3 separate regions of the Sus scrofa genome follow, and regions 2 and 3 are each linked to region 1. A link is a contact called in public Hi-C and promoter capture Hi-C data. All regions are on one chromosome and are shown on one strand. Each heading gives the region's core, a stretch centred on a gene start, on an enhancer-like site or on the middle of the called end of the contact. The rest is flanking DNA. Distances are from core to core; before and after follow the strand shown. Region 1 holds the start of CCDC84 (coiled-coil domain containing 84). Region 2 holds the start of C1QTNF5 (complement C1q tumor necrosis factor-related protein 5). Region 3 holds the start of MCAM (cell surface glycoprotein MUC18).

What was found. Promoter capture Hi-C pulls out the DNA fragments that hold promoters and counts their contacts. A called contact is a pair of places that touch in the nucleus more often than the background predicts.
Region 2: a contact with region 1 is called in a promoter capture Hi-C map of fetal liver, with 3 times the contacts expected there. The contact joins the promoter of C1QTNF5 here to the promoter of CCDC84 in region 1. A contact is called at or near these places in 1 of 5 promoter capture datasets (fetal liver), 2 of 47 Hi-C or Micro-C datasets (heart right ventricle and mesenteric adipose tissue) and 2 of 2 datasets of contacts at active chromatin or transcription factors (alveolar macrophages and skeletal muscle).
Region 3: a Hi-C map of liver shows a contact between it and region 1, with 4 times the contacts expected there. The contact joins the promoter of MCAM here to the promoter of CCDC84 in region 1. A contact is called at or near these places in 1 of 5 promoter capture datasets (fetal liver), 3 of 47 Hi-C or Micro-C datasets (heart right ventricle, liver and mesenteric adipose tissue) and 2 of 2 datasets of contacts at active chromatin or transcription factors (alveolar macrophages and skeletal muscle).

The regions. Positions count from the first base shown.
Region 1 is chr9:46,228,785-46,232,410 of Sscrofa11.1, forward strand. CCDC84 (coiled-coil domain containing 84) reads left to right here and starts at 1,626. Exons shown (of 11, transcript NM_001244396.1): 1 at 1,626-1,783; 2 at 1,916-2,079; 3 at 2,503-2,601. The coding sequence starts at 1,664. It also overlaps the pseudogene LOC110255442.
Region 2 is chr9:46,548,341-46,551,966 of Sscrofa11.1, forward strand. It overlaps C1QTNF5 (complement C1q tumor necrosis factor-related protein 5), which reads right to left and starts at 1,806. Exons shown (of 3, transcript XM_003129940.3): 1 at 1,626-1,806; 2 at 1,082-1,338; 3 at 1-726. The coding sequence starts at 1,633. The coding sequence ends at 209. MFRP (membrane frizzled-related protein) reads right to left here. Exons shown (of 12, transcript XM_013979475.2): 10 at 3,479-3,610; 11 at 2,812-2,939; 12 at 2,043-2,721. The coding sequence ends at 2,497. LOC110255443 (a long non-coding RNA gene) reads left to right here and starts at 1,941. Exons shown (of 3, transcript XR_002335677.1): 1 at 1,941-2,049.
Region 3 is chr9:46,520,113-46,523,738 of Sscrofa11.1, forward strand. It overlaps MCAM (cell surface glycoprotein MUC18), which reads right to left and starts at 1,979. Exons shown (of 16, transcript XM_005667431.3): 1 at 1,870-1,979; 2 at 1-114. The coding sequence starts at 1,936.

The DNA.
Region 1 (3,626 bases), core at 376-2,875:
GAACCTCCATATGCCACTGGTACAGCCCTAAAAAAAAAACAAAAAACAAAAAAAACCAACCAACCAACCAAACAAACAAACAAAAACGGAAAATGGATCACATATGGTAGAGGCCTGAGTGTAAAGGGAAGCTTCAACAGGAAGTCAAGACCTGAAGGGGAGTCTGACTACTTTCTGGGTCTGAATTATGTAGTTGACTGTATACACCCACAGACATTGTAACCCATCCAGGTTAATGCACCAGCACCAGCAACAAATCTTTTTTTTTTTTTTGGCAGCCAAAAAAAAGGCATAAGATCCTAGGCCAGAGATTGAACCTGCACCACAGCAGTGACTCCAGCCACAGCAGTGACAACACTAGATCCTTAATCCACTGAGCCACCAGAGAACTCCACCGTTAACAAATCTAAGGAAAGCTAGGGACACCATACCAGCTTTATTTGCTCATCTTTCAAGTAAGGTCTGGGCTAGGACCCAGTCTTTTTTTTGGAGGGAGCTCTAGGGTAGAGATGATAGTCTGGGGATTTTAGCCCTGTGAAGGAGCAATTTACCTTAGGTCTGAAAGGAGATAGGAAGGCAGTTGACTCTGGGAGAAGTGGCTTATGAAGAATTAGTAAAATTCCTCTAGATTAGCAGGTTTACCGTTTTTTGTTTTTTGGGTTCCTTTTACTGCACCCTGGGCAGGCGGAAGTTCCCAGGTCAAGGATTGAAGCTGCACCACAGTAGAGACCAGAACTCTGGGTCCTTAACTTGCTGTGCTATAAGGAAACTCCGAGCATGTTTACAGATTAAAAATGTCTTCTCTTAGCAATGATTCTGCAACCTTTTTGGCTTTGCCATTACATCTTTACAGGAGCAATGCTCAGAACACCCCATGGTGGTATGAGTGTGATTAGGTCTCAGATTAGGCCTTCAGTTTGTGTTCCCAACAGCCAGCTGGTACTGCCTCTGCCACTTTACACCTGTGCAACCTTCCATAGAATTACTTCCTCCTTCACGCCTCAGTTTCCTGCTTGCAAAATGCCAGTAAGGATAGTCATCCCATTGGGTTATTCTGAGGATTACATGAGGTAGTTTTTTGGGGGGGTTTGCAATTTTTTTGCTTTAGCATATGGAAGTTCCCAGGCTAGGGGGTCCAATCAGAGCTGTAGCTGTTAGCCTACAGGATCCGAGCCGTGTCTGCCACCTACATCACACCTCACGCCAACCGGATCCTTAACCCGTTGAGCAAGGCCAGGGATGGAACCCGCGTCCTCATGGATCCTAGTCAGGTTCATTACCCGCTGAGCCACGAAGGGTCCTCCTACGTGAGGTAGTTAACAAAAGCTTTGGACACACACTGAGCACCCTATTAAACACTAGTTATGATTGTTACATTGTCTGTATTGGTCCTTGTCTGTGTCCCAACCTGCGCGCTCTTTCCCCGCATCTGCACAAGCGAAATCGACCACCTCATCCGAACACACAGCACTAGGTGACTAGACGACTGGCTGGGTTTGCGCGCCGTGAGGCAGCCAGGAGAAAACCCGCGCAGCCGCAGAAGGGCTTGCAGTGGCGCCTGCCCTCCACTGGGGGCAGATGGGTTCGCCCCGCCCCCTAGAGGTCAGAGGTCACCGGACGGCAAAGGAGCAGCTCCGCATCGCGGATCCCGAGTCCCGCGCCGATGGCGCCGGCGCAGCGCTGCCCTCTTTGCCGCCAGACTTTCTTCTGCGGTCGCGGGCACGTCTACAGCCGCAAGCACCAGCGGCAGCTGAAGGTGGCTTTGGAGCGGCTCTTGCCGCAGGTGCGGACAGGAGGCCGGAGGGGACCATGGAAGCCCGGGGGCGGGGATGCGAGCGAGCAGGGAGGGCCGGAGGGCTTGGGATCTGAAAGTCCCGCCGGGGTTCCACTTAGCCTCTCCCCCTTTCTGCCACAGGTAGAGGCTGCCCGCAAGGCGATCCGCGCCGCTCAGGTGGAGCGTTACGTGCCCGAGCACGAGCGCAGCTGCTGGTGCCTGTGCTGCAGTTGTGAGGTGCGGAAACACCTGAGCCACGGAAACCTGACCGTGCTGCACGGGGGGCTCCTGGAGCATCTGGCCAGGTGAGCGCCGTGTCAGGAGCCGCATAACAAAATCGAGCACACTTGTGGAAGGGAGGGTTTGGGGTGGGTGAGAGGAAGAACGCTTTTGTGATTTGATCAGGGTAGATAATTGAATCCTCTTATAGGCATCAAGGGTAGCAAGTTTATGGCTGCCATGGTCCCAGTGGTGTTGGAGGTCTAGCTCGAAAGCCAGCTGAGCAGCTGCCTCAGACAAGGTTGCTGCCCATCACTTCCTCTCAGATTCTTCCATTTTTATTGGGAGGAGACTGGAGATGCTGGAAGAGACTACTAACAGCATACATCTCTCAGCCTTGCCCAGAGGCAGAAACCCAGACGTCAATTTGCATTATTTATTTAATGCCTATATATCTGAGTAATATTCTTTAATCTCTCATTGAGATTACTTATCCTCTCCAACCTCAGCCCAGAGCACAAGAAAGCAACCAACAAATTCTGGTGGGAGAACAAGGCTGAGTTCCAGATGAAAGAGAAGTTTCTGATCTCCCCCCAGGATTATGCACGGTAAGTCCCTGGTTATGAATGATTAAGTGGCAGAGTGTGGATTTTCTGGGTCTGTGTTAGGTACTGGAGCTTCGTCTATTCATTAGAAGTATGGTGGACCTCATTAGTATCCATTTTCTTCGTAGCACTCATTCTAGGCACTATTTTGGACACAAAAAAACTATGACAGAGTCCTTGAAAGGTTTATAATCTAGTTAGGGCATGGGATTTAGTGTATTGAGCCAATAGAGAACAGCATGTAATGAAAGTTGGCAGTAAGCAATTACTTAATGTGTGACAGAGAGACTACTAAGGTCCTTTAGGAACAGAAGAGGCTATTTTCTTCCTTTTTTCCATTCTCCTTTATTCTAAAAACACCTAGTTTGTTGCAACCTCATAGATCAAAAAATAAAGTCAGAAAAGGGTGTGGGGAAGATCTTTGTAATGTGCAGGGGTTGGGAAAGGAGAAACGGTTGGTAACCCGTCCTCTCCTTGCACACGCAGCCCTGGCTAGGCAGTAGGGGATCTGAGAAGGAAATAGGCAAAGATCTAGGGTTGCTGAGGGTTGGAGGCGGCCCCTAAACACAGAGCTTACCCCAAAAGCCCCTTCAGTGCATGACAGGGAAGATGAGATTCAGAGATGGAAGCAGCAAACAGAAAAATCAAGTTAGCAGTTACACAGGAGAAGTGGAGTCATTATGGTAAGGAGCTTAAAGAAGGAAAAACTAGGTAAAGGGGCAATGAGAAGTTCTCCTTGAGACAACCCCCACCCCACCCCACCCCCGCAAGGGGGAAAGAGAGGTAGGAGCCAGTTTGCCTGTTAACTTAATATTAAATTGGGAGTGGGAGTTAACAAGGAAAGTTATTTCAGGGGATGATTTCTCACCCTGTACAAGAGAAGCTGAGGGGCCAGGCCCGGCCCCTCACTAGTCAGCATGGTGGTGGGATTATGGGGAGGGGGAGTCCTCAGGGCCCTGTATAGCTGGGCAGGGAGGCCCTTCAGCCCTTCATCCCACATCCCTTGAAGCCTTGTGCCAGTGAAATTC
Region 2 (3,626 bases), core at 556-3,055, 320 kb after region 1:
CTAGGGCAGAAATCCAGCCACTGCCCCATGCTGCCAGCCCTGATCTCAGAGTCTCTGTCCCCATTCCCTGAGGCAGCAGAAGGGAGAGGCCCCCATCCCACCTCTGCAGTCCTACACAACATTCCAGGGGGGCCAGCCCTCCAGGATGATGTGGCCCTCAGTGTCACACCTCGGAGTGAGAGAGCACGGGCTCACTTTCCAGCGGGCATCAAGCAAAGACAGGGGAGCTGTGCCAATCGGAATACACTAGAAATCCAGAGAAGGTGCTGTCTGTCTTGATGCTGGCATAGATGCCAATGTAGTCACCCACGCCCACCTGTACCCACACCTGGTCCTCGGGCTCCAGCCTCACCATGGCGCCCCCGGAGAGCGAGGCTGGCTTGGGCCACCCCCCAAAGAACTGGAAGAAAGAGGCGATGGACTCGCCATTCTTGACCAGATCGAACTGCAGGCTAGCCCTGTAGACGGTGGCGTGGACGGCGAAGTAGTAGACCCCGGGCACCTGGCAGGTGAACTTGCCCGTGACGGCGTCGTAATGTCCCTGCTCGTTCACCAGCACGCGGTCGAAGGGTAGGGGCGCGTCCGATGGCGGTGGCACTCGGCTCTCGGAGCGCTTGGCGCTGAAGGCGGAGCGCGGAGGCACTGAGCACTCGCCCGCAGGCCCCATCGCCCCCACCGGGCCCGCCTCTCCTCGCGGCCCGGGCTCCCCACGCGGCCCCGGGAGGCCTGCGGGGCGTGGGGGAGAAGCGGAGCGGTTAGGGTGTGCCCGCTGCTCCTCCCTCATCCACCCTCAGCCTCCCAGCCACCACTGCCCGGCCGGGGCCGCCTTGCGCCCCAGGGCTCCCTCCCCTCTTCCTACAGGGCTTGGGGCAGATCTGAGGATCCCAGGGGTTGTGGCTCCCGCCGCTGAGTCACCCTCTCCTCTCCCGGCTCTGGGAGCCGCCGGAGTCGGGAGTGGGGGTGGGGTGTGGGACAGGAGCGGCGCCCCCTTGGTGGGAAGATCGAGCCCCGGGCCCGGAGAGCGGAATCGGGCCGGGCTAGCTCCGACGTCCCCACGGATCGCAGCGGAGGCGCCTCTTACCCGGCCTCCCGCCCTCGCCTTTCTCTCCCGGAGCCCCGGGCGCGCCGTCGCGGCCATCGCGGCCGTCGCGGCCGGGCAGGCCCTGGCTGCCGTGGTGGCCCGGCGTGCCAGGAAGGCCGGGGTGCCCTGGGCACAGGCTGGGGATCTTGTTGTCGTCCAGTGGGGGCGAGCCGGCCGCGAGACCCAGGAGCAGCAGGGCGAGGAGCGGCCTCATGGCGCCGGCACGCGGAGCCCAGACGCCGGGGGCCTCTGGTCGTCTGTGGGCCGGGCAGGACAGGAGTCGGGACCCAGAATCCCGCGACAAGCCTCGCTCCCGGCCTCGGCGTGGTCGGCGTGGGACCCACCCCACTGCCATGCGCCTGAGAGAGGCTGAGCGGCCGCGGGAGGATGAAGAACCCGGCGCCCCTAGATCCGAGAACCCCCGGGAGCACCGCGCAGCGGGGAAGGGAGAGGCCGACCCTCCCTCCCCCTCCCCCACGGGCCGGCGCCCAGGCTTTCCCACAGTCCCCTCCCCCAACTCCGTTTCCCCGCCCCCCCCACTCACCCCTCCATCCTGGCTCGGGGGAAGCTCGCGCTCTCTCTGGCCTCCTTTGGGGCGCGCTACTCCGGACCCTCCAGCTGAGCCCTGCTGCCTGCCCTGCACTTCTCTCTAGCCCCTGCCCTCGGCGCCTCCCTGGCCCTGGGTCGTTCCTTGCCGGCTGCTCTGCTCCTCCCAGACTCCAAGAGGAAACCAGTTGTTCAGGGGCCAAGAACCCGGGCTGGGAAATAGCAGGGAAATAACTCGTGGTGTCGCCCGGCGGCCGGCCAAAGTTTGGGAGAGAAAAGAGAGAGAGAGAGAGATTTGAGCCAGGCACAGAGAGGCAGAACCGCGAGAGACAGATGCTCAGGGCGCCTACAACTCCAAGGAGCAGGCAGGAGAGATGGTGCTGTGACAGAGACCAAGGGCAACACTCTAGACCAGGAGAAAGGTAAGATGAGACCTGAGGGTGGAAGGTTCCAGCAGCAGTAGACAAAGCAGCTTCCCAGTGCTCAGAACAGGGCTTGCCATGTAACTAAGCACTCAGTACATTTTTGTTGAGTAAATGAAAATGTCAGAAGGTGAGTGGCGGAGAGCCTGAAAAAGCAGGTAGCAAATTGGGGTCAGAGGCTTGGGTGGGAAGTGGTCCAGATTGTTGGTGGTATAGGTGGTGGAGTCAGGCCAGCTGTTTGCAGCAGCTGGAGCAAGTAAAGGGATGGGGAGGGATCTGGGAAGGTGGGAGGGTCCCATTAGCCCCAAGGACTTCTCTTCCCCTCCCTGGGGAGACCCAGAGGAGATGGGCAGAGTCCCATGCTGGCCCCCTTCCTTTGCTTCTCTGCTTGCCTGCCCTGATAGGCAAAGGAGGATGGGCAGCAGAGGGCAGGGGCCGGCTTCAAGGTCAGGGCTGGGCACAAGACTCCAGGCCAGCTGCCTCGGGCAGCCTGTTGCAGTTGAAGGGCCAGGGGGTGCCCAGGAGTGCCAGGCCAGACTGGCACTGGCGCTCTGCCTCCTGGCAGACAGAGCGGCAAGGGGGAAGGACACTGCCTAGCGGGGTGCAGTGGGGCACAAGCAGCCCGCAAAGGAGCCTCCGGAAATTCTGGTAGCAGGGCAGACTTGTCAGGCTCTGTGGAAGAAGGAGATCAGCCCTCAGGCATCCTGCTCCCCAGGTTCCCTCCCCTTTCTGGGGGTCCCTCATTATCTCTGCGCAGAGCACCTTGTAACCTCTGAGGAGCTCCACCACCTCCTCCTGGGTGGCCATGCCCACCCAGATGTTAGGGAAGGCCGTGGTGTTGTAGCTCAGACCGATGCACATCTCCACCTGGACAGGCTCACAGGCCAGCTCTGCAAGGATGGGAGGGGAGGGTCACTCTGGGGAACACTCACAAGTCACCTAATTGCTCTGTATGGGTCAGATGGGGGTTGTCGTGAGGATCAGAGATAACAGGGAGAGATGCTTTATACATGTTGAGGATTCCTCTTCTCGAGAATGGGCATTATTCGCCAGCCCTGCGCATCAGGGAGCATGGGGCCTCAACATCAGCAGGACTGCTGGGCCTCTGGAAGGAGTGCCCCTCCTCTCACCCACATCTTTGAGGTGGGCCCTGGAGAGGGCTGGTTTGACAAGGCTGGACTGGTTCTTGAAGCTGTCAACTCCCAGATTCCCATTTCCTTTAGGGGTGACCCTAAATGCCTTTGCCCCCATTGGGGGAGAATCCAGGACTTGGTGAAGGGGTCCGGAGTCAGGATAGTGGGTCCCCTGCCCCCGTCAGGGAGGAGAGGGGTGGCTGCTATGAAGTGTGCCAGGGGGTTTCTATACATGGGCATGCAGCCTGTTCAGGCCTGCAGTCCCTGGCTGCGGTGCCCTGGGGGAAGCTCCTCACCTGGGGGTGGGAACAAGGGGCTGCTGCAGTTGTCACCACTGCTCTCTGCACAGTCTCTCCATAAACCACACATCCACTGCAGACTCTTACACCCTGCATCCCGGCAGGAGAGCTCTCCAGGTCCACAGGGCTCTGCAGGCACAGGGGG
Region 3 (3,626 bases), core at 729-3,228, 290 kb after region 1:
CCACGTGGCTGAAGTTGCTCTGGGAATGGGAGGGGCCGCACTTCAGAAGGGCTGTGCCTCCCACTTCCACCTCCAGCAGCTCAGGCGCGGGCTTCTCCGCCTCTCCAGGCACACCTGGTGGGGGGGCACCCCAGCAGCTGTCAGCTCCAGCTGCTCTCCATGCCCTCCCTTCACAGCCGCTCGCTGCAGCTGCTCTTCCTGCCACTTCCAGGATCTGAAGGGCACCCTGTCCTTTCCTAACCCTCAAACACTCTACCCTCAAGCCGAGTCAGCCTTCTCCTGGTTCAAGGGAGTTGGGGATGGTCATTGGACTTGGGGGTGGTCCCGAGCACCAGGAACCTCCCAGATGGGGCTGGCAGGGGGTGACCCAGGCCTGGGCCAAGAGGAAGGCCACTTTCCTTCCAGGCCCCCTCCTCTCTGGGTGAGCTCAGACTGTGGGAATGCAAGGCATGTGCCAGGCCTGGGCACACAGGCCCTTTATGTCCCACACCCGGAGAAGACATCACTCTCCCCTTTGCCTCCTCCCTAAATCCCCATAAAAGCCAATGGGCCAACCCTGGCCAGGAGACCCTTATCTCATACTCCCTCAGCAGCACCGCTGTGAACATCCCACACACTCAAGGGACCCCATCTCGGGAGCCTCGTGCGTGTGGAGGGGTCAGAGTCATGGAGGGGCTAGAATCTCTCCCTGAGGTAAGGGCAGGGGTCAGGGCAAGGACCAGGCAGTGAGCAGGAGTGACGTCAGTGGTGCCAGCGTGCTGCCCGCCCCGCGAGGAGGTGATGTCACTCCATACCATCTGGCCGGACTCGGGTGCCTGGGTGGCTGCCCTGGGCTGACAAGCAGAGCAGATGGAGTGGTCTACAACCAGAGCAGAAGCTTGAGATCCCTAGTTCCTTTTCCCCAGAGCTAGAAGGGCAGGGCTGGGTGGGGCTGGACCTTCTGCAGCTGTGGAGCCCGATTTAGCCCTTTCCCCAGAAGGGCTTGGGAGGCAGCAGCCGAGGGTACCCCAGGGGCTGTCAGCACCGGCATGAGGCCACCCTAGTTCCCAGACCTCCCCTTCCCCAGCCAAAGAGAGGCTGGGACCGGGGAAAGGGAGCCAAGAGAAACGCGACACCGCTGCGGGCCATACAAGGGCACCATGAACCTGGGAGCGCCGGGCTCCTGGGCAGTTCCAGAGAAAAACTCCGAGGTGCAAGGGTGCATTTTCCACTTGAATGTGGTCCCATTCCGGGAAGTGTAACAAGTCTGGGCACTTCCGCTCTGGGAATCCTCGATCCTTCGTCCCTGCCACCTGTGATCCCGTCACCCGGGTAGGCGCGAGGCGACCCACACCGCCCTCCAGCCTCTGCCAACGCCCTGCTGGGGCGGGAGCCGCCGTTCCTCCCCCTCTCGCTCACCTCCAGCCTGGCTCAAAGCCCAGGCGGGAGAAGGAGGGGTCGGCGCATCCCCTCCAGCTAAGAGAGCTGCCTTTTCCAGCAACAGGCGAGCGCGGAATTCAGGTTTGGGGGATGCACTGTAGCTGCGTCTCCCGCCAAAGCTCTAAACGCGGGCCCCCAGAAAAAGCACCTGAGGAAAAGCTCTCCACAGAACCCAAGAGACTCGGCCCACCCCTTCCCGCTCCAAGAAGCAGCCCCCCGCCTTTCCAATTAGGCTCCCAGGACGGTCTGGAATAGAGCTGCAAACTGGTTGCAAAGAAGAGTTGCACGCGCGCAAGGCGCTCGGTGCCCGAGACTTGGGGAGGAGGAGCGCACGCCGCAGTGCAAAGCCCGGGTCCCCGTCTCGATGCCGGCTCTGCTCCCGGGCACGCTCCGCCGAAGATTCCCGGGCCAGGCCGTTCGGGGCGCGGGCCCCCCAGCTAGTTCACTCACCCGCAACGCGGCGACAGCAGCAGCAGGAGGCTAGCAGGAAGGCACAGATGAGCCCGGACGTCCCCATGCTTCCCGGCCGGAGGGCGAGAGCCAAGTGAGGGAGCTCGCGGCTGCCGGGGCTGACGTCAGGGGGGCGGGGGAGGGGGCCCGGAGCGCCGGGGCCGGCCTGCCACGCCCCGCGCAGCCCCCCGCGCCCCCCCGCCCAGCTCGCCGCAGCCCTAGGGGGCGGGCCCGGCGCCGAGATGCCCGGAGCTTTGCTGCGGGACCGCGCGGCGCGAGGGGAGGCCGGAGCCCGCCTCCCAGCTCCCAGCTGGGGAACCGAGAGGGGGCGGCGACAGGTGTCTCCCGGCCGGACTGCCCAGCCGAGACGGCAACGTGGGGAAGCTGGCACGGATGCTCGAAGTCCCACCGCTTCAGATCCCGCCGCGCTCACCCCGGCTCAGCCCCCGCCCATCCGTGTAGCCCTGGGGGACCTCCTGGCGGAGAAGCCACTGACCTGGTCCTTGGCGTCCGGATGGGGGCCTCCCTCCCATTCCATTCCTCTCCCTGCCTCCTCCTCCGCCTCTCCGGACCCCTGCCACAGAGAACGATTGCACCACGGCGGCTGCCGCCGGCCTGGCATTGCAGTCCTGGCAGCTTTGAGGGAAGAACCGTAGGCCCAGGTCCACAGACCCAGAGGTGCCTTTACTGGGGCGTGGAGATGGCGCTCTAAGGGCTGTCCCTTCATTCCCAGCTCTTGTAAGTCCGTCTTTACCTAGAGGAAGGAAGGAGGGGCCGGATTCCCAGGCCCAGGGTTGTCCCACTTGTCCAGGCCCCGGCCTCCGTCTTGAGACGTCTGCTTCTGCCCTCTGCACTCATCGAGCCTAGTCCCACTCACTCTCGCCTCGCCTGAGTGAGGAAGAGGGGAGGGAAGAGAGTACATGGGTGTGAGGTCTCCAGCTTGACCCCCATTGTCTTTTGCTGTGCGGGAGGGTTGAAAGGACCCCTGCAGCGGGACTCTGCCCCTTCCACCAGGCCTCTCAAGCCCCCTGTTGCTGCGGCTCAGCTGCTGCCAGGAAGGGTTTGGAGCAGGAATCAGCAGGAACCTCAGGCTGCCCGGCCTGAGTGAGATCTGCCACACAGCCAGGTGAGGGGAACCCGGTAGCCCCCTTCGTCCCAAACCTTGGGTCTTCTGGCCTCTTGAACTAAAAGTGAGAGTGGACCCTTGCATCAGAGACCCCCCCCCCCCGCCCAGTCCCCTATCCCTGGGAAAGGGGTCCACATCTGCTGGGACTCCTTCAACAAGGAGGGTCCAAAGGGAGCCTGGGGTAGAGTCCAACTGGCTGGCAGGGCAGCCTGCTGCTGGTTGGGGGAGGAGCAGAATGAGGCAGCAAATGCCAGAGATGGGCAGGTGACTTGAGAGGATGCTCTGGGATAGTGTTTTGATGACAAAGAGATGACACTCGAACCACATCAGCCCTTTCTTTCGGAACCTTAGCGGAACCTTTGCTGACCCCCTCCTCCGTCTCCGTTAGTGGCCAGAGGCCATGGCAAGCCAGCCAGGCCAGAGGCTGGAGCCTGGGGTGGGGGGCGGTCGGGGGATTGAGAAGAGGAGGGTTCTTCCCTCTCCCCCAGAGTGAATGTATGGACTGGCCCAGGGCCCAGAGTGGAATGGATGCTGATGCGGTGGTTTGCCTGCAGGGGCAGGAGTGGGGATGGCTGAAGGATGCTGTTGGCCCTGGCAAGCCCGGAGCTGGGCATGGTGCTTGGCTTCCCTG